2 separate regions of the Gossypium hirsutum genome follow, and region 1 is linked to region 2. A link is a contact called in public Hi-C data. All regions are on one chromosome and are shown on one strand. Each heading gives the region's core, a stretch centred on a gene start, on an enhancer-like site or on the middle of the called end of the contact. The rest is flanking DNA. Distances are from core to core; before and after follow the strand shown.

The links. A called contact is a pair of places that touch in the nucleus more often than the background predicts.
Region 1: a Hi-C map of leaf shows a contact between it and region 2, with 3 times the contacts expected there. The contact joins the promoter of LOC107957102 here to the promoter of LOC107957100 in region 2. A contact is called at or near these places in 9 of 34 Hi-C or Micro-C datasets (callus, fibers, hypocotyl and 1 more).

The regions. Positions count from the first base shown.
Region 1 is chrA05:86,276,929-86,280,231 of Gossypium_hirsutum_v2.1, forward strand. It overlaps LOC107957102 (cingulin-like protein 1), which reads left to right and starts at 1,648. Exons shown (of 8, transcript XM_041112656.1): 1 at 1,648-1,895; 2 at 1,988-2,161; 3 at 2,779-2,830.
Region 2 is chrA05:86,068,233-86,071,618 of Gossypium_hirsutum_v2.1, forward strand. LOC107957100 (protein MAEA homolog) reads right to left here and starts at 1,395. Exons shown (of 7, transcript XM_016892522.2): 1 at 899-1,395; 2 at 1-168. The coding sequence starts at 1,237.

The DNA of each region.
Region 1 (3,303 bases), core at 398-2,897, 210 kb after region 2:
GTGGAAGTCGATTAAGCATGATTAGCTTAGGATAGTTGTTTGAAAATTGATTCCTAAAAGTAGAACAACTTAAGTATCAATGCAATTAAGTCTGTAGTAGGATTCTTTTAATGCATTTAGAATTTCTTGATCTTAAATTCAATAATTTGATTATAAATGATAAGGAATACCTTAGCAATAGTTTACACTCCAATGTTTGAAACTGTTGAGTAAGTCAGCAATGCATTGTTTGCTCCATTGTATTATTGATCAAACAAATGAGATAAAAAAGAGTGGTTATAGAAAAAAAAAATTTAATTTAAGGACAGTCCATTGTAGTAATAGGCTGATTAGTTAATGAGGTAGTTGTTTGCCAAATTAAACCCTCCAAAATAGATGTAAAAGTTAGCTTTATTGACATCAAATACATATGGATTGTCACGTGGATGCCACATAAGCAATTAATTAATTTTTTTAAAATTAAAAAGTATAAAATATTTTTTATTTTAAAAATTAATTGATTGTTGACATGACATTATGTAAATGATATGTCAGAAAAGTTAACAAGCATTAATTTTTTTATTAAATTTAAAATAATTTGATAAATAATGTAAATTAAAAAATTAAAAAAGATAAATATTAAATGAATATTAAAAAAATTAAAATTGAAGTACAAAATAAATTATTATGCATTTCATAAAATATTATCTTTTATTGTGTAATCTTTGCATTGAGAAAGAAAATGATTCTTGTAATCCCAAAGAAGTTGCATGAATTAAGGGAATTGGCATCATTATGTTTAATGAAAAAGTCAAAAAGTTTCCTAACCTACCTTTTTTTTTTTAGAAAAAAGCTTGGAGATTATGTCCACTAGTTTGGTTTTTTGGTAAAAAAAAAACCTAATCTTTATCTACTAATTTTTATTATCTACAAATATTTTTATTAGAATTTAATTAATATTCAAATAGCCACTTAGACAAATTTGCATTCAATTTTATTCGATCAGAGCATTAGAAGAAAACATTCGAATTTATAACCTTTAAATTGCGGTAATAATAACCATGTTAATAGAATAAAAAGTAAAACTCCTACGGCTGCACAAATTGAATTTAATGTAATTTAATTTAAATTAACATTAAATTCAATTTTTAATATTTATCATGTTTATTTTAATTTATATATTCAATATTTTTATCATTTCTCCTAATAATATTATTTTCAATCAACTCGTATTTTATTAAAGTAATAAATATTTTACTATTTTATTTAACGACATAGTAATAAATTCAAATTTTTAAAAATCTTAATGTTATATATTTTAGTAAATTCAATTTATAATAATGAAATGAAAATTATACTAAAAATTCAAAATCATGATAGTGAATTGTATTTTTATGAATTATATCATCATAAAAAAACATTTAATTTAATAATTAGTATGAATTTAATTCTAATTCGATTCATATCGATAAAAAAATAATCCTCTTATTAAATGTACGGGAAGAAACTATGCTAGATCTAGACAATTGTATAAAAAAAGTAATTAGTATATAATACTCAACGCAAAAGCGTTAGTTCAAAGACGAAAATACCCTGAACCTTTTCTCATATTTTCTCCGTTCTGCTATTGGTTGCCGCTCGCTCTTATTAATTCCCCCTCACCATAATTTTCCCTCTGTAAACCATAACGGCCAAACGTCTTCCGTTGCCGTTAAAACCAAAATCGCAAACGATCTTTAATGCCGGTCGGTAACGTCGTTGATTCCATGCCTTTCTGCGCTTTCACTTTCTTTGCTTTATCTTTGATAACTTCTGTTTTAAGAACCTTAAATTTCGAGGGATTATTATTATTTTCTAATTCGAATTTTGAGAAAACTTAAACTTTCTTAACAACATACAGTTTCTCTCCTTTAATGGTAAGTAACTAAATGCAAAGATTTTCTTTTCAGTGTATCGACTTCGTGAATTTACTATATTGATTTTTAATTTAAGTCTTTGGGCTTTTCAGGAAAGAAAATTTTGACCGTTTGAAGGTTTTTTTTTTTTTGTGTGTGTGTGTGTGACTATTTTTCACTGGGTGTGTTTGGTTGCTGAGAAAGTTGAAGTGGAAAAGGAAGCTTTCACCGAGTGTTTTCTCAACTCTGTTCCTAAAATTCAAATATTTTCTTCTGATTTTTTCTTGGTAAGCTAAGGCAATCATTAACAGATTGATTTCAACTCTATTGTTTTCTATTTAGTTTTTATAATTTACTTAAGGTTTTTCGTTTTTCCTTCATAATGGTATTAATTTTTTTTTATTTGATGATCACTCAACCCTGGGATCCTTGTTTTTTGTCAGAATTTTATGAATTTTATTTTATTTCTTTATTCTTCTTAAAGGTCTTTTTTTGTTTTTTGGTTAATAAAAGGTTTCTAAGGAGTCGAAAATGGTGGTGAATTTAGATTCAATCTTAAGCATTACTCTTGGCCAATCTGTTTCATATACATAATTTTGTTTCTTTAAATCATTTTGCAGGCAACTGAAATTATTTTTTAAAACAATTATATTTATATTTTCCTAAAAAAAAAAGGTATATGTGATGTGAGCCAGCTTCAAGTGGGTGTAGGATATAAATACTGTTTGATACCGAGACATTAGAATTTTTTCTGATCTTTTCGTAGGTATAAATATTAGGCATAAATTAAAGTTATTGTACTGTATTCAGGTTCTTATTTTCCTTTTGAACTTTTATTTTTTATTTTCTGTCTTTTGCCAAATCTTAATTACTAATGGTTCTTTTTTTTATCTTGGTACCCTAGTTTCGGCGTTTAGGTTTCTCATAGCTTTGTCCCAGCTGATTTGGATTCGGATGTAAGCAAATGTCAGATAATGTGTATCTTGAAATGAATATATTAATTTTCTTATAGTTTTTCATGTATTCAGTATTTAGAGGATAATATATCATTCTCATATTTTAATACGAGTAAAACACGGAAGTTAAATCCTAATCCTTAATTAAAACTGAAGAGTCTGCCAACTAAATGAATCATAAGATCTGAGTTTTACTTTTATGGTTTTCGCATTTTAATATTGTCAATACATAACCAGTGTATGATTTCTCTATATCATGTTCTTTTTCATGATTGACATCTCAATGTTGCATATGCATTCTTTTTTCTTCTATTTGATATTCCATTACCATGAACGTGATACCAGAAAAAAAAAAGAAATTAAAACATGAGATGCCATGAAAAAACACACGACACGATTACATGAACATGTCAATATATGTATAACAAGTTGTTATATATAATAACATTTTAGATATGATTATGACATGAAAA
Region 2 (3,386 bases), core at 145-2,644:
CATTGCAGAGTCATAGTATGACATACGCGACATATAGTCCACAAGGATCCGCTTCAATTGCACATTATTCCATTCAGAAAGGTTCTCAGCATCAGCTGAATCTAAGTGATCAAGACGAGCACGACACCTATGAGCTTGCAAGTTCTCTGCATGACTCCCCTCTTCCAACTGGATGATAAAGAACATATAGACTTTAGTAGATCACTATGCATTAACGACTTAAGAAGGGCTACTCAGTACTTTGGATAATAAATTACTAAAACACAAAATACAATCCAGTTGCTCAGATAAGAAGAAAAATAAATCTACCGTGACTACTAAATACAGCGACCAACTAATCTGCAAAGGTTATACTTGTTAAATTGAATAAAAATTATTGAATTACGTAAAATGCCGATTGATAAACAGATATATGTATGCGCGCGTATGTAAAGCAAAAAAGTGAACAATATTGGCAGGGGTTTCTACAGACCATTACTTAATTTAGGTTAGACAGTTTTGCAATTAAACATAATTTATCCCTTAATCCAGTAAGATAAGATTCAAAACTCTTCAACTTATTCGATATTTCAACTTTCCATACAAATTGACGAGTTTTAGATTTATTCTTGCTTTAATTCTACAAATTCATATTATCAAATTTAAGTGAAATTGTCAAAATTTCAACTTTCATACAAGTCCAGCTCTTTTACATCGAATTAATTATTCTCTTCATTTTCATAAAAATTCATTAATTTTAGATCATATAAAAACATAGCCATTTTTCACTCAAAATATCCAAAACTACTTTCTGCCTTTTAGACCTCCAAAAGTTAAAAGGAACATAATTTTGCTAATTCCAATACAGATCACATTAAATTAACTTAAAAAGAAAGAAAGAAAAAATCTCTTCTTTTACCTTGCGCTTGATGCCTTGCAAACGGGAAACAAGGGAAGTGAGACTCAAAATGGCATCGTCTTTGGATATTTCGTCGGAGTCAGCCACGTCAGTGACGCTTGAAATAACGGCAGAGACTTCTTTCTCGACTGTTCGGTGATTGGTTCGGATTGTTTTCTTGAAATGTTCAAAAGGAACACGCAAGAATTGGTGCTCTAATTTTAACGATTCCGTCAGATGGCTCAATTTCGAGGACGGCGTCGTGTTCGATGCGACGGTAATTGCGGTTGTCGCTGCTGCGGTTTCGGGGCTTGTTGCGGCATTCGAACCGCTACCGTTTGGAAGTGGATCGATTTCCATTCGAAGGGGAAAGAAACCGGTTTGAGTTCAAGGAAGAGTGGAGACGAGAAGAAAGGAATGATTAGTAGCTTTCTTACGGTGATGTGGTGAAACGACAGCGTCTTTTACGATAGAGCAACTGGATCTGATTGTGGACCGAGCTTTGCCAAAAATTTTCTATGGGATAATTACAAATTAGCGGTTAACATTTACAATTTTTGTAAATTTAATTTTCATTTTTTTATTGAGTTAAATTTATCAAAATATTAACTAAACCATTAATTTTTTAAGTATACGATGTTGACACATTATTATTTCTCTTATATGTCATATTAACAAATAATATAAAAATATTTAAAAATAAAAAATTTAAAAATTTAAGAAAATTGTATGAAGTACACGCGGATTGCATTATAGGCTACCATGTTTAAAATTTTAATATTTTGGTCAGCATTTCTCTTAAAAAAACAACAATTTAGCTCTTTCGAAAAGACTGATAGCTTTTAAAAAAAATTGATAGTTAAATTCAACCATTTTTAAAAATATTGAAGGTTAAATTTAGCTTAAAAAAGAACAAGGGCCAAATAGATAAAATTTGTAAACATTAAGAGCTCATTTTGTCATTGTGCCTTTTTTCTACTAGTCTAATTACAAATTGAGGAAGTTATTAATCAACAAAGTTTGAACCTTAGTCATCGAGTGCCAACAAGAAGCCTTAATCCCTTCAACCAATGGTAAGTTTGGTCCCCTTCAACAAAATATTACGTTTCGTAATAAGGTTACAAAAATGCAAGGTTACGAGTGGAATGTAAAATTAATTTACTTCGATTCATTTAGCTAGAATATAAGATCCAAATGTTTGGTTGATAAAATGTAATATTGTTATTATTATATAATTTTGTCTTTTACAATTTCATTTCTTTAACATTTTTTAGTCTCAAAATTTTCATAGAAGTATAATAATTTAATAAATTCATTGTTATTGCACCTTAACTTTATCATATGAATTTAATTAAAAACTATTGAACTTTAAAATTATGACAAAATCGCGCTTCAGCGTACATGTATTCAACAGAGAAAATTATAAAGATATATAACATGTGCAGTGTATTGCTGGTATAACAAGTCTACTTGCAATATTTATATAAAAAAATACAATGAAACACCTTATAGAGTATCCCAATGATCGAATCCATAAGAGATCGATAAAAAAATTGAATTCACGTCAATAAGAATGCAAGCTAGAAAGTCTAAATAGTTAGTACTAAACAACCTATAGTACAACAAAAAATAAATAGAATGTTTGAGGCTAAACTAATATCTAAGGACCTAATTGTAAAGATATCCAAATTTGTAAAAGAGATAATCAAGACAAAATGGTAGCTGGTTAATTTCCATGTTCATAATTAACTCTTAGATTAGGAAATTTAGTAGAATAATTTTCTAATCGAATTAGTTAATATCTCTCAATCTATAATTTACCCAATTTACATTTTAGTTCGATTTATCTCTTGATCTAACTTAAACTAAATAGGGACAATTGAATTCTTACACAATAAGATTTCCTCTCAATCTCCCTTATCAATATTTTCACCTAGAGTCGTTAATTTTGAGTTTTGGTTTTTATTCAGTTTAGTCTAATTATTCAATTTAGTCCATAAACCTTAAGATAATTATTCAACATTTCAATTAACCAACTACCTAAGAAAATTAGTTCATGATTATCTTAATAAACCCAAACCCTATCATTTTCATGTTCATTTAAGCAATTAAATAAAACGAAAATTAAGAAGGTTTAGAAATTTCTTGAATTTGGATTTGATGAAGCTCTGATTTGATGATTTTGATGGAGTGAGAACATAAGATTCCTCGTTTTGATTGTTTGATTGCAAACTTTGAATAAGGAAATCACTAAAATCTATTAATATTTAAAGTGCAGAATCAATGGAACAAGAAGAGAAAATTGCAAAAGAAATTTAAGGAAAATTGCAGCAACCTAAAACTACAAATTAACCTAAAAACTAAAACTAAAGAGATCCCATAAAAGTTATTATTGTAGCAACCCATTTTTGGATCAAATTAGAATAGTGGTTTCAGGACCATAAATTTGAAGTAGAAATATTTGTTTTACTATTTCTTTAAGGTTTACAGCATGATAGAATAATTGTAT